Regions from separate parts of the Mus musculus genome. Here regions 2 and 3 are each linked to region 1. Evidence: chromatin contacts called from public Hi-C and promoter capture Hi-C data. All regions are on one chromosome and are shown on one strand. Each heading gives the region's core, a stretch centred on a gene start, on an enhancer-like site or on the middle of the called end of the contact. The rest is flanking DNA. Distances are from core to core; before and after follow the strand shown.

The links. Hi-C and Micro-C count contacts between places; a contact is called where the count stands out from the background. Capture Hi-C pulls out chosen DNA fragments and counts their contacts.
Region 2: a contact with region 1 is called in a promoter capture Hi-C map of adipose tissue. The contact joins the promoter of Rps15 here to the promoter of Abhd17a in region 1. A contact is called at or near these places in 6 of 39 promoter capture datasets (the C10 cell line, cranial neural crest, liver and 2 more), 1 of 115 datasets of contacts at active chromatin or transcription factors (pancreatic cancer cells) and 2 of 9 other capture datasets (adipose tissue and liver).
Region 3: a Hi-C map of B cells shows a contact between it and region 1, with 7 read pairs. The contact joins the promoter of Midn here to the promoter of Abhd17a in region 1. A contact is called at or near these places in 3 of 39 promoter capture datasets (the C10 cell line, liver and pre-B cells), 1 of 484 Hi-C or Micro-C datasets (B cells), 1 of 115 datasets of contacts at active chromatin or transcription factors (pancreatic cancer cells) and 2 of 9 other capture datasets (adipose tissue and liver).

Annotation. Positions count from the first base shown.
Region 1 is chr10:80,587,662-80,591,646 of GRCm38.p6, reverse strand. Abhd17a (abhydrolase domain containing 17A) reads left to right here and starts at 1,306. Exons shown (of 5, transcript NM_145421.2): 1 at 1,306-1,472.
Region 2 is chr10:80,289,893-80,293,931 of GRCm38.p6, reverse strand. Rps15 (ribosomal protein S15) reads right to left here and starts at 1,501. Exons shown (of 4, transcript NM_009091.2): 1 at 1,449-1,501; 2 at 1,072-1,157; 3 at 56-290. The coding sequence starts at 1,451.
Region 3 is chr10:80,146,361-80,150,277 of GRCm38.p6, reverse strand. Midn (midnolin) reads right to left here and starts at 2,006. Exons shown (of 9, transcript NM_021565.2): 1 at 1,929-2,006; 2 at 1-596. The coding sequence starts at 200.

The sequences.
Region 1 (3,985 bases), core at 57-2,556:
AGTCCCTGGACTAGAATGAGTTCCAGGACAACCAAGGATACAAAGAGAAAGACTACAAGAAACAAAGAACATTTACTGCTTTTGTGAAGAACCTGGGTTTGGTTCCCAGAACCCATGTAGTGGCTCACCAGCAACCCAACTGCCCATAACTCTAGTTCTTGGGAATTTGACACCCCCTCCCTGGGTACATTTGTTGTGCACACACATGAGTGCAAAGCACACATACATATAAAATAAACAGATAAAGAACACCCTCTGCCCCCTACACTCAACTCAAAACGAGGGCCAGTGAGATGGCTCAGTGGGTAAAAGACTCTTGCCAGAAAACCTGAGTTTAATCTCAGGGACTCACTCGGTAGAACAGAGAGGATTCCCACAAACTGTTTTCTGACCTCCACAGGCGCTCCATGGCGCAGTAATGTAAATACACAGACAAATAAAATTGGGTTGTAGGGTGCTGGTGAGATGATTCAGCGGGTAAGAGCATCGACTGCTCTTCCGAAGGTTCTGAGTTCAAATCCCAGCAACCATATTGTGGCTCACAACCATCCACAACGAGATCTGACGCCCTCTTCTGGAGTATCTGAACACAGTTACAGTGTACTTACATATAATAAATAAATAAACATAAAATAAAAAAAATTGGGTTGTAAAGGTGTTTTGCCTATGTGTCTGTCGGGTATCTGAAGAAGCCTGAAATGGGAGTAGATTCTCCTGGAAATGGAGTTACAGGTGGTTGAGAACCACCTTGTGGGTCCTGGGATGTGTAGTGTTCTTAAAGGGTGAACACCTCTCCAGCTCCTGTCTTGAGATCCTGAGAGAAACTCATTTTATTGCCTCTTCCAGGAATTCACGGAGGGGATGAGCAGATGGGGTGGAGGGGGAAGGCAAGGATAATTTAACCAATCAACTGGGAATGCAAATCCCATCCTCTGAACGCAGCCCTACTCCGGTCAAAGTCACACCCTATCCAGGTCCTGCCCCCAGACCATTCGGTTCCGCCTTTATTCCAGGCCCCGCCCCCAGACCGCTCTTCACCGGGCACCTTGTCGCCAGCCAAGCTTCTTCAGACCATTCACCTTCACTTCTATTGAGGCCCCGCCCCCATATAAAGCCCCGCCCGCATAACCAAGTCCCGCCTTCCATCTTGAGCCCCGCCCAGAAATCCGACTCCTCCTTCTCATGGCCCCACCTCCAGCACATGTACCGCCCTCACAACAACCTACCCAATCCGCTTCGCGGTCGCTTTGCTCCGCCCCCATAAACAGCCAGAGGCCTCCTCGCTTGCGCATTCGCCTCGCATCACTTCCGGGGGCGGTGTTAGGTCAAGCTCACTTCCGCCCGCGGCGGAGCTGCGGTGGTGGCGGTGCAGGAGGCTGGGTCGGGGTCCCCGGGGGACAGACAGACGGACGCACGGGCGGGCGGCCGGGAGCCATGGAGTGCGGCCCCCGGGCCGGCGGGCGCGGGCGGCGGTGAGTGCAGGCGGGCGGGCGCGCGCGGGCTGCGGCGGTTTATGGTGTGGGGCCGAATCGAGCGGGGGCCCTGCGTCCGAGACCTCCCTGCGCTCTCCGGGGATGGCTGTGAGACCAGCGCACCCACCGTGTCCCTGGCATCCCCATGTCCCAGTGCAGCGATCCTGGAGCAGTCGCTTAACCTCCTCAGGACACGGCTGTGTCCCCAAGAAACGCCCGGGCCAGCCGCAGACCCAGGCCACTGTCCCACACCCTCTCTGTCTACATCTGTCTGCTGACATTCACCGGCCACCTTTGCCACTCACCTGGCGTCTTCCTGCCAGCGGGGGCCCACTGCAGGCTTCCTTTCTGCAGCCCAGGACTCCTTTATGGTTCCTCATCACCCCCACGATGAAGCCCTCTTGCTGAAGCACCCTCTTGCTGAGGGTGCAGCTTGAGCAGACCCTGCTCCCCTGGGAGCCCTTGCAGTTTTTCGAATCCTCTCCTGCTGCCCGGGTTTACCTCTGCGGTCCTCTGTCACTGAGCTATTTCCTTTTTTTCACGTGTGTGCGCCCACGCAGAGGACAGCTTCCTGAAGTCAGTCCTCTCCTACCATGCTGGTCCCCTGATCCAAATCGGATTTTCAAACTTGGTAGCAAGTGCCTTTACCTGCTGAGCCACCTCCCTCAACCCTACATTCTTTGAACTCTTCAGCTCCTAGAGGGTTGCCTCCCTACTATGACTGGCCCGGTGAGGCATGCCAGAGCAGACAGTCATATGTAGGTCATCCTAGAGCCCTTACAGTAGCTTGGTTGCTTGTAACACCAGGGCCTGGTTTTATGTCTGTGATCACAATGCTTGGGCTTTGTGGCAGTGAGTGAATAATCCCGGCTTACAGTACCCAGTGGCCCCATCTGTGACATGAGGTCCCACATGCTGTCTGTCCTCTCCATATAACACTGGCAGGTCCCAGAGGCTTATGTCTTTAATGTCTTTCTTCCACAGCTTTATTTTCTCTGGCTGCCCTGCACATGGTTGTTGAGTGGAAGTGGGTCTTCCAGGTCCTGCCCCATGCAGGATGGAGAACTAGTTAACTGTAGAAGTATCTGGAATCATGACTGAGAGTTCCTCCCCATATGGCAGACTCAGGATACTGGCATACGTAGGGACAGCCACAGGCAGGAAACTGAGGCCTCCCCTTGCTTGACTTGTCTAGAAAACATACTGCAGGTTGAGACCCCAGAAATTACACACCTGATAAGATGTGTGGCTAGGCATGAGGTCTGTGACTAGGAGGAGGAAGGACAACTCTAGAAGGGAGGTCACTCAATAGGTGTGTGCTGCAGAAAGTGTCAAAGTAGCGAGGGCCAAGCCTTTGACACGGAATGATAGCGGCGGCTGAGATGGACCTTCGTAAGGTTAGAGTGCAGTTGGGGAAAGGTTCAGGTGGTGGTTGATGGAACCAGCAGGCTTAAAGATGATGGGAGTGACCCGGAGGGGAGTGTGAGGGACAGCACTCCCTTTCCTGGCCTTGGTTCACTTTGTCTCCAGCTTGGTCAGGTGTTCTTTCTCACTGGACCACAGGTCCTTCCAAGCCCTCTGTGTCTAAGGGGTGTTAAATGAGGAGGCCTTGATTATAAAGCCAGTGTCTCTAAACATTGACCTTGTGGATATTTGGAGCGGGGTCATTCACTGATAGCCTGTTCTGGGCTATTCAGGGTCTTGGACAGAGTCTCTGGTCCCCACCTGCTCTGTAGGTGTGCTCCCAGTTACAGATGTGGCCTGGTGTTGTCTTGGTTCCCACCTGCTCTGTGCTAGAAGTGCTCCCAACTCCATTCTAGGAGTGCTGTAGATTCCAGGTGTGGCCTGGTGTCTCTTGGAGACACCTGGTGTCATCTGCATCTTTGAGAATTGCTACCTGGGAGCTGGGGACTTGTTGGTACTATCTTTGTCCTTGCTCTGGCTGTCATAGCTGTCCTCTCAGTGTGTCCCTGAATTGTTAGGGACTGGGATATCCCTCTCACCAGTGGTCTTACACCTCAGATTCTCAGGGATCCAAAAATGTGTGTGTGTGGACCCACAGCTGCCTGAGTGTCATGTGTCTCCCTTTGCCTGTTATCCATGTCTCTCTGTCCCTGTGGATTTATATGCTGTGACCTAAAACCCAGGTGTAGGTTGATATCCTGTTAAAATTGCACCATGAGCCAGGTGTGCTGGTGCACGCTTTTAATCCCAGCACTTGGGAGGCAGAGGCAGGCGGATTTCTGAGTTCCAGGACAGCCAGGGCTATACAAAGGAACCCTGTCTCAAAAAACAAAACAAAAACAAAACAAAATTGCACTATGAAGTCTTCTGCCTTCCTCTCAGGTTATGAGAGATGGTTGTGGGCTTTTCTGGAAATGTCTCTGTATCTATCCATTGGCAGCTCTGCATACAGTGGCAGTGGCTTTGGTGTCACTTGAACACATTTTAGGATGTCCTGCAGAAATGGAGCATTTGGGTTTCTATTGGAGTCAGGCCCCCCCCCCCCCCGC
Region 2 (4,039 bases), core at 252-2,751, 300 kb after region 1:
CAGCTTTGGCACAGAGAAAAGCCACCCACCCAGCCACTCCCGGACCACAACTCACTTTGATCTCCACCTGGTTGAAGGTCTTGCCGTTGTACACGCCCACCATGCTACCCACCATCTCCGGCAGGATGATCATGTCCCTCAGGTGCGTCTTCACCACCTCAGGCTTCTCCATGGGTGGTGCCTCCTTTTTGGCCTTTCTCAAGCGCTTGAGCAGTGAGTGTTGCTTCCGCCGAAGACCACGGTTCAGGCGCCTCCTCTGGCGGGCGCTGTACAGCTGCATCAGTTGCTCACTGTGGGAGAAGGGGGTGGTTTGGAGACCCGGGGACAGCATGCTGCGCCAGCACTGCTCCATTTCTTTCACACCCAGAAAGGAACATGCCGGGAGCTCACTAAAGACAAGTCCTCCATAGCACTGCCGTCAACCTTCAGGGCACAACCCTCTAAAATGAATCCACCAGCTTCCACAGGCAGTGACGTAAGCCGAGATCAAACCTTTTCCTTTGACAGCCCACCCAGACAAATTACCTATCCGTGGTTGATTTTCCCCAAGGTCACAGGGAGGCCTGTGAGCCCAGTCAGCGGGAGACTGAGGCAAGGTAGTTCTGTCTACATAAGACTGTCGAACACTGCACAACTGTAGCAGGGGCCGAGTTGAGGTCACAATCTAGAGCGCTTGCCTAGGAGGCTAGGACGCCCCGAGTTTGATGCTCTGCACCGTGATGGTGACCCAAACATTAGGGAGGTTGAGAGGATCAGGAGTTCGAGGAGAGCCTGGGCTACACGGGTCCCTTTTTTTTTTTCCGACTCAAGAGTTTCTCTGTGTAGCCCTGGCTGTCCTGGAACTCGCTCTGCAGACCAGGCTGGCCTCGAACTCAGAATTCCCCTGCCTCTGCCTCCCAAGTGCTGGGATTAAGTCGTGCGCCACCATTGCCCGGCACTCGAGACCCTTCCTTGCCTCTCCCATGTGACATGTGCAAAGGTTCTGGCTCTATTTCCAGCACCACCCACAGAAAAGGAAAATGTACAAACGGGCCAGCGACCCGGCGGGACTAAGGTGACGGGGCCTCTTACTAGGACATGTCGAGCAGTTGGTCGAGGTCTACGCCACGGTAGGTGAACTTGCGGAAGGTGCGCTTCTTCTTCTGCTCCACTTCGGCCTGCGTGAGCGCGAGTCGGGGTTAGCAGGGGCTCGGCAACCTTACCCGGGAGCCCAGGGACCTGAGCTGCGCGAGCCGCGCTCCTCTAAGCTACGGCGGACGGGCGAGGGGACACACAGCCCCGCGGCCGCCCGCAGCCATCCGGGCCCTTCCGCACCCGCCATCCGCAGTCTCCGGGCACCCGAGCACATCGCTACATCCCCAGGCAGCGAGTCCAGAGTCTTGCGAAAGGGCCCCGGGAGGATGGCGACGGATACCCGGGAGCACAGACCGCCGTGCACGAATACTCACCATCTTGGCGGTTACTCGGAAAAGGAAGTACGGGCTGCGCTTGCGCAGTTATCGCGAGCTCTGCCGGGAGGGCCCGCCTCCACCGCTCAACAGCTTCCGCTCTGCGGATACTCGCCATTGCCCCCCGCTGTCCGGAGGCCAGAGCAAAAGCGCCGCTACCCTCCGGAGGGGCGTGGCTCCCTTTGGGGTTTTTGTTAGTGTGTCTGTCTCTCTGTCCCTGGTTTTCTTTGTCTTCTCTGTCTCTGTGTTTCTGCCTCTCTCATGTACAAGGTCTCAAGCAGTGATTCTCAACCCGTGGGTCACAGCCTCTTTGGAGGTGGCATATCAGATATCCTGCATATCAGATATTTACAATTATGATTCCTAATAGCAAAATATATACATACATTTTTGGGGGAGACGGAGGTTCAAGACAGGGACTCTGTGTAGGCCTGGCTGTCCTGAAACTCGCTCTGTAGAACAGGCTGGCCAGAGGCTAATCCCAAGTGCTGGGATTAAAGGCGTGAGCTACCACCTCCAGGCTGTCTGCTTTTCTTGTGGGATGTGTGAGCCTACCACCTCAAAAGTGAGTGGTTAATTAGAAGACAACTTGGAGAGATCAGTGCTCTCTTTCCACCATCCTGGGACTTGGCTTTAGACTCCCTGACCCAGTGAGTGTTTCGTTTTATAATAAAATAGAAGCCAGGTGTGATGGCACAAGTCTTTGTCTTTTTTTTGTTTTGTTTTTTCGAGACAGGGTTTCTCTGTATAGCCCTGGCTGTCCTGGAACTCACTTTGTAGACCAGGCTGGCCTCTAACTCAGAAATCCACCTGCCTCTGCCTCCCAAGTGCTGGGATTAAAGGCGTGTGCCACCACGCCCGGCAAGTCTTTGTCTTTAATCCCAGCTCTTGGGCTACACAGAGAAACCCTATCTCAAAAAACGAAAAACCAGAGAGAGAGAGAGAGAGAGAGAGAGAGAGAGAGAATATGAATGAATGTTGGAAAGGAAGCCGCATTTTCTATTTTTGTTTTGTTTTGTTTTGTTTTTCAAGACAGGGTTTCTCTGTGTAGCCCTGGCTGTCCTGGAACTCAATCTGTAGACCAGGCTGGCCTTGAACTCAGAAATCCGCCTGCCTCTGCCTCCCAAATGCTGGGATTAAAGGTGTGCACCACCACGCCCAGCTCCAACATTTTCTCTCTTATCTAGTGTTGGGGGTTGGAAGGCTAGGAGGAAAAAGGTGGAGAAGGATGGAAGAAAAAGAAGCCCACGAAGTAGCAAAGTCCAGCAGAGGCACGTGTAGCACACAGAAGGCAGAGCGGTCTGTGAATTCCAGGCCAGCCAGGGATGCATAGAAAGACCATCCCTGTCTTTAAAGAGAGAGGAGAGGTAGGACAGTAGTGGCCAGGACAGCCAGGGCTGCATAGAGAAACATCATGTGAAAAAACCAAGCCGGGCATGGTGGCGCACGCCTTTAATTCCAGTACTCTGGAGGCAGAGGCAGGTGGATTTCTGAGTTTGAGGCCAGCCTGGTCTACAAAGTGAGTTCCAGGACAGCCAGGGCTATACAGAGAAACCCTGTCTCGAAAAACCAAAAAAAAAAAAAAAGAGAATACTCCCTTGGGCCGGGCGGTGGTGGCACACACCTTTAATCCCAGCTCTTGGGAGGCAGAGGCAGGCAGATTTCTGAGTTCAAGGCCAGCCTGGTCTACAGAGTGAGTTCCAGGACAGCCAGGGCTACACAGGGAAGCCCTGTCTGGATAAAAACAAAACAAAACAAGAAAGGTCTGATTATAGTTGAGTGCACATGGATGCTGGCACTGGGGCTAGGTACACTAGATCCCTTGGAGCTGGAGTTAAGACAGTTGTTTCTCCATCTACCTTCCCCACATAAGGTTTTTGTTTTTGTTTTTTGATTTTTTTTGGTGGTGGTGGGGGTTAAGGGGTTTATAGAGATCATGCTGGCCTCAAATTCATAGCTCCAATTGTCTTTGTCTCCTTAGGGCCCTCCTGAGGCTTTGCATAATTTGGGGGCAATCCCATTTAGTCACAAATACTTGAAAGCAGTCTACACAGGTCCCATCTCCCTTTGCATGGCTGAGGTGTCTCACTTGATTCCCCAGGATAGCTGGTACTCACATAGTTTTGGGGAGATGACGAGTGGGGTCTCATGTATCCCAGGGAAGTTTCAAACTCATGTAGCTAAGGATGACCCTGAACTGCTAAAACCGAGTCACAGATTTTATCTTCTTTGCACCTGTGTGTGGTACTCACACAGGAACCAAGGCCAGACCCCCTGGGCCTGGAGTTGTACACTATCCATGTACAACTGAACAACTGAATACATGAGAGCTGGGAACAGAACTGGGTCGGCTGTGAGAGGAGCGTGCTCTTTTTATTTATTTTTATTATTATTATTTTTTTATTTTTTGAGACAGTCTCACAGTATAGACCAGGCTGGTTGTGAACTCAAAAGTCCACCTGCCTCTGCCTTCCAAGTGCTGGAATTAAAGGTGCGAGCATTCATGCCTGGTCATTCTTTTTGTTTCGAGACAGGGTTTCTCTGTGCAGCCCTAAACAGCCTCCTGGGACTCACTCTGTAGACCAGGCTGG
Region 3 (3,917 bases), core at 757-3,256, 440 kb after region 1:
ACTTTGAGGCGTTGGGACAACCTTTTGCGCAGCCCTTCCACGGTCTCGTCGTGGGGCACCGACAGGTCGTAGCGGGTCCCCGTAGTGCTGTGGATCGCCAGGCTCATGGGTGCGGCCGACTCCGTGGCCGTGTTCAGCTCGCAGGCGCCGCCGGGGGCCCCGCGCCGGCAGCTCCGGGCACCGCCGGGCTGCGGCTCCATCCCCGGCGCGCGCTGGAGAACTGGGGGCCTGCGGGTCGCCTCCAATCCTAGCCGGGACTCCCCCGCCGAAACAAGGTCCTCCTCCGCTCCGCGGGCGCCCAGGGACAGGAGCAGTGCGTGCGCCCCTTGGGGAAGGTCCCAACGTTAGGAATTGAGCCGGCAATCAAGAATCCGAGTGGTGCTCCGGGGTCGTGTGGGATCCTTGGGTTGCGCCCCGGGGTGGGGTCTGTGATCCGTTTTCAAGGGCGGATGACAGCGACCTGGGTACGGCACGGGGAGGGTCCTAGAGAAACGGGGCAAGCTATCCTGGTTCGCACGGTGCCTGGATCCCTCTCGGGTCGTGCTACCCCGCGCGTCCCTTCCCTTAGCAACAGCCGCAGCCGCCGCTCGCAAGATCTGGGGGTGAAAGTACGAAGAAAAAAAAAAGTTATCATGTATCAACGTTCCAATGGGCGGGACCACCGCCCCCTCCCATTCACTACTTACTCCGCCGGCCTGGCGGCGGCCAATCAAAACACACAGACCGCCCAGTCCGTCGCGCTACCGGGCCAATGAGAATCGCCGCGGGGCTACCCCACGTGGCAGCGAGACCCTCCCTTTCTCTCCGCCCCGTCCCTTCTGCGTCCAATGGAGATGCCAAGAGGGTTGGGCTGAGGCCGATCCTGACCAGCCCCCGCGACCCCCCACCCGCTCCCAGAGCCATTCATAAGGCCCAAAGACCTTAACAAAGGGCGGGCGGGCCCTGAGGGTAGCGGACCCGAGTTTTAGGACTTAGCACCCCCCCTCCCCGCCCCTCTGCGCGAGCCTAACCCCTTCAGTCCGCAACGGGAGCGGTCGGGAGAAAAGGCTAGGAGCCGGCCATTGTTCCCGAATAAGGAACAGGAAATCGTGGCGCCTCCCCGCTGGGTCTGTCCGGGAAGCTACAGCCTGCGGAAGCTGTCGCTTGAGCCCTGAGCCTCATGGTCAAGGGTCGCGAGCTGGCCTCTCAAGGACAGGGCTGTCTTCCGCCCCCGTGGGTGGGTGGATGCAATGATATTGGAGAACTTGGGCGGAACCCACAGCTTGGGCAGGGCCCTGCAGCTCGGTGACGTGGCTTTGATTAGATCCGTCCCTCCCGAACCAGTGCCACTTCGCGTCCTAACCTAACTCACCCTCAGTTTTTTTTTTTCTGACTTCCCCCCCTCCCAATCCCGGGTCGGCCCGTTTCCCGAGGTGTGCCCGCCCAAGCCGTGACGTGATGCGGCGTCCCCGGCTGCGCCCGCGCGCGCCCCGCTTCGGGCAGCGGTGAGTCAGCAGCCCCGGCGCGCCCTCTGCAGTCCCCGCCCGGGAGCGCTGCCCGAGTCCCGGGGGAGGAGTGCCGTGCGTCTTGGCTGGGGAAGGGGTGCGCCAAGAATTGGGGGTCTGCATGTGGGGAGGGTCCGTTGAGAACCTTTATACTTAGCAATGCAGAGAAGACTTAAGACCGCACATAAAGGGAAACTGAGTCTACAAACAGTTCAAGGTCACTGGCTGAGTGCGGGGGGGGGGGGGGGGTTGGGGGGCGTGAGCTGCAGTCCCGCCAGGGCGGTGCCCATAGTGCGCAGCCCCTCCCACCCCACAAGTTGGAGGGCTCCGGGTCCTGAGGCACACTAGGTGCGGACGATTCAAAGAACAAAGAGTGGGACAGCCTGAGAAGTTTACGGCGGGTGGGGGCCCCTCTCCGTTTCGTGCGGTCCCGCCCCTACTCACCGGCTCCGTAGGTCCTGGGTCACCACTGCTCCAGATGACCTGCGTATGGGTCCTGGCAAGAGGTGGCCGTGCCGGTCTGGGGCCGGGCGGGCGGCCCCTGAGCCTTTATCCGCGCCGCCTTCCCTGGGGTGGAGTTTGGGCGGGCAAGGGGCGGGGGGCCGGGCAATGGTGACGCATTCCCTAACCCCCCCACCCCACCCCACCGCCTGCTGGCCTGGACAGGGACACCGGCCCTAGGGCTTCGCAGCACCCACAGAGCAGTGCCTCAGGGGTGTCACCGACCTGGGTAACTCCTACCTCCCCATGTACTGGGGTTCACCTCACATTAGGATTGGGGGGGTGTTTGGCCTGCTTCCCTGCTCCGCCCCCTTTCCTGTTGGCCTGGTGCTTCCGCCTGGGGGCGCCCGCGTGTGGAAGGGGGGGGCGGAACGGGAAGGGGTTCCTTAGTCAGCAGCCTAGGTCCAGGAAAACAGGGTAGTGTCACCTGCTAGGCAGTAGGTGCCCCTGACAGCTGCCTAGCCTCCTCATCCTTTAACGATGACCTCAGAGGCCATTTCTGTGACGATTCATCCATCCCTGGCCTTGCCTAGGCCAGTCACCTGTGTGACCTCTGAGTAGCCCAGTCCCTAATGCACCCTACACCATAGCATAGTTGGTTCTCACTCCAGCATATGGGTCCCAGAAGTCAGCTCAGGTCATCAGTGGGCTTGGCTGAATGTGTCTGTATCTCCAGGCCCCTCTGGGTTAATTACAAAGTACCAGACAAGCAAAGGAAGGCCTTCTGCAGCCTGGCATGTGTGATCTGTTCTCACAGCACAGATGCATCGGCACATACTGGCCCTGGCCCTGGCCTTTGGGGTGGATACTCACTCACCCACCTATGGACCAAGGAGCCAGCCCTTTGTCATTTGAGCGTGGCCAGACCCTCCATCACTTCCCTAACCTTCCATCTCCTGTCCACGTATGCGGTCTCTTGCACTTATCTGGTCTGAGCACCACCACCACCCTGGGTGCCCCTCCCAGGCCAGTTCCTTCCTAGGTCACCTTCCTCTCTGGCTGATCATTCTGGACAGGCATGCTGGGCCCCCAAGCAGACAGGCGTGCCAGACACTCCCAGTCTCCCAGGGTCATGGTCAGGCCAGAGAACACTTGGAGGCCCAGAGACTTTGAGGGATGAGCAGGAGTTTGTTCAGAAGTACAAACTGAAGCTGCGCAGTGTGGAGGTCAGAGGCAGGGTTTGCCTCTGGAGGGACCTCAGGGAAGGGATAGGTGAGGTGGGCTGGCTCTGACACCATTCAGACTGAAAGCCACTGTAATAAATGCAGGGTGCCCAGACTGCCTGCTTCCTGTCTCTTCTTCCTGTGTGGTCCTTTGTCCTTAGCATGAAGCCCAAGACTCAGTAATCTGTCCAGGCCCTGCCCTCCAGGAAGGTCCCAACCTCCAGGTTCTCAGTCCCGCCCTACTGCTCTGCTGTCCCAGGACACAGCCCAGCCAGCACAGGCTGTCCTGTCCTGAGGCCAGGCTCCAAAGCTCACACCTCCTCATAGGAGATATCTCCCTGAGTTCTGGTGGGGAAGATATGAAGGATTCACACTACAAGGTATACTAGGCCAGGCCAGGCTGCTCTGAGGGCCTCCTGTTGACATCTGTCCAGCCCGATGACCTCAGTGACCTCTGTGGCCCACACACCACTGAGCTGGGAACGTGGGGCTCTAGATGACCATGTTGTGACTTATCTTGGAATACCCCCAGGCTGCAAGTGTCGGAAGGGAAGGGTTCTAGCACACTCATGCCCAGATCAGGCACATGTGGCCATAGGGAGTCACCCACACAGGGCCCTGATACAGTGCGACAGGCCTCACTCAGGCTCTAGCCCGCCTGGTCACTGTCCAGGTGTTTCAGATGACCCAGTGATGGCAGGCTCAGACCTACTCACCACCCTCAAAGCCTCCCTGCTCCCCCTATCCCCCCATGGCACTCTACTCAGGC